3 separate regions of the Mus musculus genome follow, and regions 1 and 2 are each linked to region 3. The links are chromatin contacts, called in public HiChIP or PLAC-seq maps. All regions are on one chromosome and are shown on one strand. The core of a region is the stretch at or near the end of the contact, and the rest is flanking DNA. Distances in the headings are between cores, read along the strand shown.

Region 1 (3,172 bases), core at 322-2,821, 280 kb after region 3:
GACTACTCCTAGTTGCAGGGATGTGGGAGGATTGCATTCTCAGAGCAGGCATCGGAGTTCCAGACTGATCTTTCTTCATTCACAGCCTTCCCTAGACATCTCTTCCAATTTCTCTATCTGCTTCCAAGTTGTAGATCTGATGGCGTACTTGCAAACGTTAACAGAGTGTTGCCCTGAGATCTGGGGTCATCCTCATGAATGCTGAAGCTGAGTAGGATGTAGTTATGTGGATCCCTGCATTTATAGCTGGACTATCAGAAGTACCCACAGGCTAGAACTCGACAATAGTGTTTAAAGTCAGGACTGCCATGAAGGATTGACCCCTTTTGCAAACCTCTAGCTCCAAAAAATATTTACAATTCATAACTAGCAAAATCACAGTTATGAAATAGCAATAAAAAAATTTTATGGTTGGAGGATCACCTCAACATAAGGAACTGTATTAAAGTGTCACAGCATTGAGAAGCACTGGCCTAGACTGTCTACACTGCCCTATAGTCATCGGTGTCAGAAACAGATTGAATCGCTGTGTGTCAGAGTGGCATTAGGGAGCCAGAAAACTAGTGCTAGAAAAAAAAATTTACCTGATTGGTGTGATAAAGAAAGCAGGACTCGCTATCTAAAGAAGGGAAAACACACAGGCTACACCATACCCCAGTGGAAAATTCAGCTTTACCCTGTAGGAGCAGGTCGCTACTGTTCTGCCAGTTGGTGGAAGATGGAGTGAATTTCTCAGGAGAAACTAATCCATTGTGCAAGGAGAAAGAAAAACAAAAACTAGGTACCCTTAGGGAGAGCTCTTGTGATTGACAGGGCCATGAGCTGAGCCTGTGGGACCATGGCCATGGCTGTGCTGTAAGCTGGCTGCTGCTGGGTCCAAGCTAGATATTGACCACCAGTCTCCTTCTAAAAGTGAACGCTGGGATGCTTTTCTGAGTTTCATTTGTGGCAAACTAGAGTACCATCATTCACCCCAGGCCCTTGCTGAAGCTGAAGACCTCTTGGTGTGAGAGAAGAGACAAGTGTGGGAGAACCATGGAGGATGGGAGGAGGGAGGAGGGAGGAGGGAGGGCTTTGGGAACTAGAGGAGCTATGGCGTGTATTCAGTTTCCTTCTTGTTCACTACATATGCCAGTCGGGTGCTGCTGAGGCTTCTGACCCATAAACTTCAACAACAGGAATGGAAAGGAGAGAGAGAGAACGAGCAAGAGAGAGAGAGAGAGAGAGAGAGAGAGAGAGAGAGAGAGAGAGAGAGGAAACCTATTACCCATAACTAAAGGACCAGATCCAGGGCACCCTAAGGACAGAAACTATTCGTAGTGATATCCGCACTACTCCAGCTGAGCACTGGCAGAAACCCTCACCTGCACACACACACACAGACACACAGTTTTACAGACTGGAGCCAGGAACTGGCCTTCCACTGGCCCTCATGTCTCCCTCTGCTTCACGGGCTCAGAAAGGGCTCTGCTCCCTCATCGGAGCGATGCCAAATGGGGAGGAATAGAGAGACCTTTCATCTCCCCCCAGCGGAACTAGGCACTGCTCCAATTTCTGTGCCAAGACAGCGTTGGCTGGGTTGAGTGGGGAGCTGCTCTTTAATTCCTTTCCCAGAGGAAACAGTCTGCGTGCCAGTGCCCCCATGGTTGTATCAGTGGCCTCCAGTAGGGAGCTGAGGGTACACTCAGGAAGCCAGGAAAGGGCCTTCTAAGAGGAAAGAGTCCAGGCCCTTTTCCCTTCTTACTCTGGAATCAGTGGGTCCGTTAGAGGAGCTGCACTTCTACCTCCTGATCACCACACAGGAGCATAGATGGTGGGAAGCAAGACTATGACCCTTTCAGTCCCTGGTGTCAGCTCTGTGCTGTGTGAGCTTCCTCCCCAGCAACAAAGCCAGTGAGTCAGCCCTTTACTTTAGCCTCCTTAGTGACAGTGGCCCCTGCTGGAAGCTGAATACAGGGACTCCTCCAGCTCTCCATCATGTCTTTTAAAATGGACAGCTTGGTTTCTTTTAACAGAGAAGAGAATCAAATAGAATTGAGTTTCATGACATCATGTGTAAAGTGCCAAGGCTATAGCAATAACAAAACTAGGTCCTATTGCAAGCAGGAGAACATGCTGAGTAACGATGATAACCAGCAGGAAAATGATTCAAATATCGGAAGGATCTGCCAAGGACTTTAAGGCAGTCATTGTGAAAGTTCATCAATAAGTAATTATGAATTCTCTTCAAGCAAATGAAAAGGGTATCTCAGTAAAGAAACAGAAACTGAAAAGCAAGAAAAATGGATGTTGTAGAGAATGCAATAACAAACAAATAAAATTTATCTGAATGGACTTAAAAGCAGAGCAAAGATGAAGAAGGGCAGAAATAATTACGGAGCTAGAGGGCAGATGGACAGAACATACACAATTTGGTCAACAGGTTAAATAGACAAAACTAGGAAGTCTTAGGGACCTAGCTGACCACATCAGAAGATATGTCTTACTGAAATTATAGAAATGAAGATCTGTAAAGGCTTACTGATCTAAATTTAGCAGGAGAAACCAGATTCAGGAGGTAGAATCTCATACAAACCCAAGAAAATCCATGACCAAGTACAACACATTTATAGTTCTGAAAACTACAAAAACCCACCTGAAAGAAACAACACAGAAAGATGTTCCCTTCATGTTGATTACTTTATTCTAAAGGTCCAGCTTGAAATGGCCTCATTGTGAGTAGCATGCAGAGGCTGGGGTGCAGGAGAGAACGAACATTTCAGTACTTATATAAATCCGAGTAGGCCATGGGTCAATTCTCAAGGACAATTTAAAGACCTCTTGTGGAGCGAACAGGAAATAGAGCAGAAAACAGACATGAGCAGCAAGAACCATGGTGGGAGGAGCTCAGTAGGAGCCGTGGTGGGAGGAGTTCTATTTTTTTGGTGGTGGGGGTGGGGGGTCGAGACAGGGTTTCTCTGTACAGACAGCCCTGGCTGTCCTGGAACTCACTCTGTAGACCAGGCTGCCTTCAAACTCAGAAACCTGCCTACCTCTGCCTCCCAACTGCTGGGATTAAAGGCGTGCGCCACCACTGCTTGGCTAGAACGCTGTTGTTATGAAAGAGGAAGGCTTCCAACCAGTTGCCCAATGTCTCACCCAGATGAAGCAGAAAAGCAAAGAGATCCAACCC
Region 2 (3,125 bases), core at 494-2,993, 300 kb after region 3:
TGTCTCCTGTCATGCTCACTTCCTCCCCTTGTCCTTAGGCTGGAGCAAACACCAAGGGCTTCAGATGAAGCTTCTGGAAGCCTCTCTGCCTCTATTGCTCAAGAAATGTGTGTGTGTGTGTGTGTGTGTGTGTGTGTGTGTGTCTACATACACACACACATATATACATATACATATATATATACACACACACATATATAAATGGTATAGATATATAACAATATATATCATATGTATAATAATTTTATAATTTATACGTATATATAAATGCCTTATAAAATCAAATTTAAAAAGAAACAATTTTTGCTTACTATACCAGAGGTGTCAGTCCATGATCACATGACCATAGGGGCAGTACACAGGGATAACACCCTGTGGTAGAGAAGCTGCTCACTTCATGGCAGTTAGGAAGCAGACAGAAAAGGGACTGGAGAGGAGGCAGGCCCTTCGAGAGTGTGCCTCCAGTGGCGTGTTTCTTCCAATCAGGCCTCACCTCCTGGTGGCCCATGCAGCTTTAGATGCATCCACTGAGGGAGAAGGAGCCATCCAATGTTGTCTAGGTGTCACCGGGCCCTTCATGCATGAGCCTTGGCGGGTAAGCATCTGTATTGAAACAATGCCAGGCTGGATGTAGGCTGTCCTCCAAAGATAGGTGTGGAGAAGGCTTATTTCTCATCCTATTGTGCTACTAGGAAGTGGTACAGTTTTCAAAATGTGGAATCTTATGGGAAGAATTTACACCACTGAGTGTGTGTATCACCCACTGCCCATTTGCTTCCTATCCACCACGAGGTGAAAACCTTCCTTTGCCACACTCTCACTGTGAAAACAGTAGCTGGAATGACCCCTTGCCTTTGCTAAACTGATTGTCTAGGGTCATTTGTTACAGTGACAAGCGACTGATAGTCATCCCAGGCTAAGCTCTGACTTTGCCCTCCAGGGATTACAGTTGGCTACACCCTCTACCTCTCCTGGCCCTCTCTTTGGGTTGCCCCTGCCCATAGGGAACATCAGGGTATGCAGCAGATCCCCAAATCCACCTGTGTGTATGCACTGGAGCCCTGTCAAAGCAGAAACAGAGCCCAAAAGATGATTTGGGTGCCAGTATGAACCTGATACTGTAGCGTTTTCCTTGCCCAGGGGCACCAAGCAGAGCCTGCTGCCTGGGTGGGCTCCATGTCTGCAGAAGACCCAGTTCTAACATCACAGACAGTACCTTCTACAAATGTCCTTTGGTGACAGGGGTAGGCAACCCTTTCCCCTCCCCAAAACCTCTTTTATAATGGAAACAGTCTCATTCATGAGGGTCTTCCCTAACAAACACCAAACCCTGTAAAGGCCCACCCCTCAATGGCATTGCACTGTGTGTTCGTGATTAAAATAAACTTGAGGGTAGAGTCACAAACCATAGTAGGTTTCTGCGTGATTTTAGTTGGGATTTCTTTAGAACTCGACCTCCTTCTCTCCTATTCCCCTGAACTTTGACTCAGACAGAGGTAGAAAGAGGCTGGCAAACAGGTGACAGAGACAGAGTGGGGGGGGGGGGGGAGGAGGAGGAAAAGTGGGTGGACCTAGAGAGGATAAGAGAGGCAGAGGAAGAAAGAGTAGAAAGAGGCAGTGATGGAGGCTGAGAGAGCAAGCCTGTGGTGAGAGGGGAGGGGAGGGCACGCTGCAGACTGCAGGCCTGGCCCAGGCAGTGATGAAAGGCTGGCTGGCCCTGTACCGTCTGCCTCCGGCATGCAGCCCAACTCACAGCGGTAGCAGTTGGACCAGGCACTTGGCTCTCTCTGCTGAGCCCAGGCCTCTGTCCCTGACCTCAGCACAGCTGCAGAACCTTTGTGCCCTTCTATGGAAGCTACCAGGCTCCCTGCCTGCTTTGAGGCCCGAGGAGTGGGCATTAGTAGTATCTGTTCTCCATGCTTGTCTGTGCCAGGGAAAGAAACATGTGCCATCAGCTGGGCTTATCCAGAGACCCACTGCATTGGCATGGAGATGAGGCATGTGTCTCCTGTGACAGTGTCTTGCCTTCTTAATCAGGGACTTACTGAGGAGTGTGTTGAAATCAGCTGGCATTTCTTAAGCTCAACAAATAGGGATCTAGTATCTCCCTCTAGGGTAGCATGTTTCAGAGGATTCAGAATCCTCCTCCGTTCCCATTTCTTGTATTTTCCTTAATGTCCCCAGCCCATGGAGACTACCCCATAAGGAGCAGGGTTCTAAAACGACACATGACTTGTCAGGCAGGGTCAGCTTCTGAAGGGACAGCCAGGCTCGGAGAGGCTTCAGTGTGTGAACTCTGCTGGCTTCCAAGTCTGTGGATCAGGGCTAGGGGCTAACTGTGGGTGGGCCTCAGGAGCCAGGTTGGCGGGTGTCAGCCAGCTACAACCCCAGCCCCCACCGTGTGTTGTGGAGACAGTGCTATAAACTTCAGGATGCAGTGTGAGTCAGCTGCGTAGTCTTTAAAGAGATGAGACTCTTTTATAATTCTTTCCCTTGAAGGTCTGCTCATGGTTTTTGCTTTCCTACATTTGACTGGGACCAGAGCCCAGAAGCTTGCTGGGTGGCTGGGGACAGACATGGCCCTGGGACCTAAGGCATGGTCAGAAGTAATTGATGTGGAATGAGATGAGGAAATCATTTCCCTCAATTCCTCCAGAGTCTGAAGCAGAGATTCACGTTGGTTCAAGAGGCAGCAGATGGACCCAATAGGAGTTGCAGGGTGGGTCTTGTGGGAGGGAGCCAGGAAGGAGGGGAGGGAGGGATGAGAAAACAGAGCCAGAGAGGTATCTTGTGGGCTGTGAGGCTTTGAGTTTCGTAATGTTGTTGGTCGTCCTTGCCTTGATGGCCTCAATATAATTCTGACATTTATTATATACCAGTAGACAGTGAGCTCTTGGGACACAGGCTTGGTCTAGAAAGGTGTCCAAGATCCTTCCAGGAGTCGGAGGTAGTTAGGGGCAGGAATCTGTTGCCTTTTTCAGAGCTTGGAATTAGAGGTTGAAGCCATGCCTGCCCAAATAGTTAGGGCCCAAAGGCCTCAGCTGACATATGGGTTATAGATGCTTGGGAACTGCAGCCAGAGTACAGGGTTCGAGGGTGACAGGCACGATGCTAGATAGTGAACC
Region 3 (2,989 bases), core at 382-2,881:
AGTAGCAATTCCCAGCGATCCTTCTGACTCTCCTACTCCCCAGAGTTAGAAGCTTATGTGACTGACCATGTTCCACTTTTTATGTGTGTGCTAAGCTCTGTTCCTCATGCATGTGCAGGGAGTGCTCCTACCCACTGAGCCCTATCCCCAGCCCTATGCCTTGCTTGCTTTGTGGGTTTTTTTTTTTTTTTTTTTTGCATGTCCTCATCTCTGCCTCTGACCAGCTGAGCCAGGTTACCCCAGATGCTATAGCTGCTGGGACTGTCTATGCATATGCTTGTGAACAACTGGGCTCAACTCTTCCGTGGGGTGTCTGACAGGATGGAGCAGTCACCTTTATCCACTGCCTGTTGTGGGGTGGGGCCAAGGTGCATCCTAGCTGGTAGGTAGAGGTGTTTTTGGGGTGCGTTAACTTTTTGATGGCCTGACCAGATGTGTGTTCAGGACAAGTTACTCTACATGTGGAAAGCAAAGATGTCTCTGGAAGACCCTCCAGTGGTTTATGCCTCTCATGTCAGTGTTTAGGAGGCAAATCATGAGTTTGAGGCCAGCCTTGTCTACATAGGGAATCCAAGAGCGCCCTGAGCTACACAGCAAGACCATGAAGCCCACCAGAAGATAAGGATCAAGGGCAAGACGCTGTGGTGGGGTGCCTGCCTAGCATGCCTAAGATACTTGGTTGATCCCTGCACTTCAGGAAGAAGAACATCATAGGGAATGAGCAAAGGTGATATGGTGACTTGGGACAGTGGCCTTTCTGACTAGTTTGTTACATCCAGCCAAGACTTCCCCATGCAAGTGAGGGCGTTGGGGATGGCTTCCTAAGACTGTTAGAATAGGCATCTCTCCTGCTTCTCATCCCATGCTGCACTCTCTGCTAAGGGGTCTTTCTGCAGGAACCCACCCCTCAGTTAAGACCCTCAAATAGTGAAGTGTATTTGGAAATGAGAAACAGGACTTAGGGCTAATTGGGCCTGGTACAGAATCATAGGCTCACTGAGTTTCTTTGGAGGAGTCTTAGAAGGCTCCAGCCTCATCCTAACCATGCAACTGAGGAACTCAGCATCCCCTTACCCCTGAGGGGCATTTGATGCCATGGTCATGACACCTTTTTGCAAAGAAAAATGGTATTTTTGAGGCTCACGTCTTATGTGGGGCTCCTAGAACCTATGGCTGTCCCGGAGATACTGTGGCTTAGGGATAGGGCTTCATTCTATGGAACTCCATCCTACGTAGCTCTTTCAGGGCAAGAGTATGGACCTGGAGTACAGGTGGCTTGTTTTTCTTTGTCTCCCTCAACGTTGACTTGAGGCAGATGGCAGCCTCCAAGTTCACACATGCTGGGTGCAGAAAAGCCCATTCCTCAGAGCACAGATTGGAGATGTCCCTGCAGGCTGGGACAGGGGTGGCTGTTCTGAAATGGGGAGCTAAGACCTTCAGGTGGAGCCAGAGGCAGCAGGGAACCAAGGTAGGAAAAGGATAGGGACAGGCGTGAACTGATTGTCAGGCAGTGCACGCTTCCCCGGGCCAATCGTGATTTCTGGGGCATCGAATCAGAAGAGTGGGCTGGGCCCCGTGTCACTGTCAGTGCTGCCCTTCCTAACTGCTGACACAGCTCCTCTCCGGACCCTCCTTTGTCCTTTATCTGGCCTGAGAACACATCCACACCCCAGCTGGCTGCCCTGGCTGCAGGCATCACGTCACTGGGCACAGGAAAGATACTGCTGCTATGTTTAGTGTTAAAGTAAGCCTTGCAGCTGCCTTTCTCCATGGAAACAGGTGGGGCTGCAGCCTTGTCTGTGGAAAGAAACTGGCCATTTATTGAGTGCCAGCTGTGTACTCTGCGTACTCTGCTGAAGACTGTGTTAGCTTATTTCATTCCAGCCTTACAGTGGTGCGTTCATAGAATAACACACTCCCCTTTCAGAAAAGCAAAACGAAGGAGGGTTTGGTCAGTAAAGGACAGGTCTGGTGACTTCCATCTGGCTTATTTTGCATCCTTGCTACCTTCCTGAGGGTCCCTAATGGTAGCTGAAGGGCTACTTTCTTGAGGAGCCCTGATGGTAGATGAAGGGTAAGCAAGACCACCCGTAAGCTTATTTTTTCTTGAAGATCATACTTGGGCACAAAAGATGGAGGACAGAGTGAAGGTGTGTATGTGTGTATGAGTGTGGGTGTTGTCACACATGTCCTACTTTCCTGCTGCAAGATCTTAGAGTTAACCTCCTCTCAGGCTGGAAACCTTGGTTAGACATGCTTAAAGACAGGACTGCATCTGTGGGAAGCCAGGATTCTGGGAGCTGGATCTCTACTCCTAGGCGGAGGCAGGGGTGTGGACGAGGCAGAAAGTTATGACATCCTCTGCTCCAGATGTGTGAGTGAGAGTGTGTGTGTGTGTGTGTGTGTGTGTGTGTGTGAGAGAGAGAGAGAGAGAGAGAGAGAGAGAGAGAGAGAGAGAGAGAATGTGTGAGTGTGTGGTGTGTATATGTATGTGTGTGTGTGTGTGTGTGTGTGTGTGTGAAAGAGAGAGAGAGAGAGATTTTTAGGAGCTTCCTATTTGTATCCCCATTTTACAGAAGGGAGGCCTGGGACTGGAAAAGGGAACTGTTCAGATATTTCCTAAAGAATTACCAAACCCAAGATGGCAGCTATGCTGTGAACAGATGTGGGAACCTCAAGGCCCAGACAAGATAGAAAAGGTCTCCTCACCAGCCAGCAGGCCACTCCTCTGGAAAATCCTACGAACTGGCTGGTATTTAAATGGCAACCCCCTTTACATTGCACATACACTTTTACCTCAGTTTACCTCTAAAACCCCATACGTACAACAGTGACTTGGACTAGCATGTGCCAAGGCAACATGGGGCAGTCTAGAGTCCCCAAGCCCTGATAATGGCAGAATGACAAATTGTTGTTTTCTGAATTTCTGTCCCAGAGCTGCTCCTTGAATGACCAGGAAATGTGGCTTGAGGGAGAACTTAGACAATTT

What was found. HiChIP or PLAC-seq counts read pairs in DNA pulled down with a chosen protein or histone mark.
Region 1: a contact with region 3 is called in an H3K27ac HiChIP or PLAC-seq map of oligodendrocyte precursor cells, with 5 times the contacts expected there. The contact joins two enhancer-like sites. A contact is called at or near these places in 3 of 484 Hi-C or Micro-C datasets (the N1E-115 cell line, cerebral cortex and nephron progenitors), 4 of 115 datasets of contacts at active chromatin or transcription factors (embryonic basal ganglia, embryonic stem cells, oligodendrocyte precursor cells and 1 more) and 1 of 9 other capture datasets (embryonic tail).
Region 2: a contact with region 3 is called in an H3K27ac HiChIP or PLAC-seq map of oligodendrocyte precursor cells, with 4 times the contacts expected there. The contact joins two enhancer-like sites. A contact is called at or near these places in 1 of 484 Hi-C or Micro-C datasets (nephron progenitors) and 2 of 115 datasets of contacts at active chromatin or transcription factors (embryonic basal ganglia and oligodendrocyte precursor cells).

Annotation. Positions count from the first base shown.
Region 1 is chr14:24,938,175-24,941,346 of GRCm38.p6, forward strand. No RefSeq gene overlaps it. Among named protein-coding and RNA genes, the nearest start is that of Gm32068, 11 kb to the right of the region's middle. Within about 2 kb of position 1,572, at least 60 of the 459 cell types and tissues checked have an H3K27ac peak or open chromatin away from gene starts, as enhancers often do. A contact at or near this core is called in the N1E-115 cell line, cerebral cortex and oligodendrocyte precursor cells, where this site is marked.
Region 2 is chr14:24,958,453-24,961,577 of GRCm38.p6, forward strand. The region is part of intron 2 of Gm32068 (a long non-coding RNA gene); the gene reads left to right. Among named protein-coding and RNA genes, the nearest start is that of Gm32068, 9.6 kb to the left of the region's middle. Within about 2 kb of position 1,744, at least 76 of the 459 cell types and tissues checked have an H3K27ac peak or open chromatin away from gene starts, as enhancers often do. A contact at or near this core is called in oligodendrocyte precursor cells, where this site is marked.
Region 3 is chr14:24,654,065-24,657,053 of GRCm38.p6, forward strand. No RefSeq gene overlaps it. Among named protein-coding and RNA genes, the nearest start is that of Gm31775, 9.6 kb to the right of the region's middle. Within about 2 kb of position 1,632, at least 27 of the 459 cell types and tissues checked have an H3K27ac peak or open chromatin away from gene starts, as enhancers often do. A contact at or near this core is called in the N1E-115 cell line, cerebral cortex and oligodendrocyte precursor cells, where this site is marked.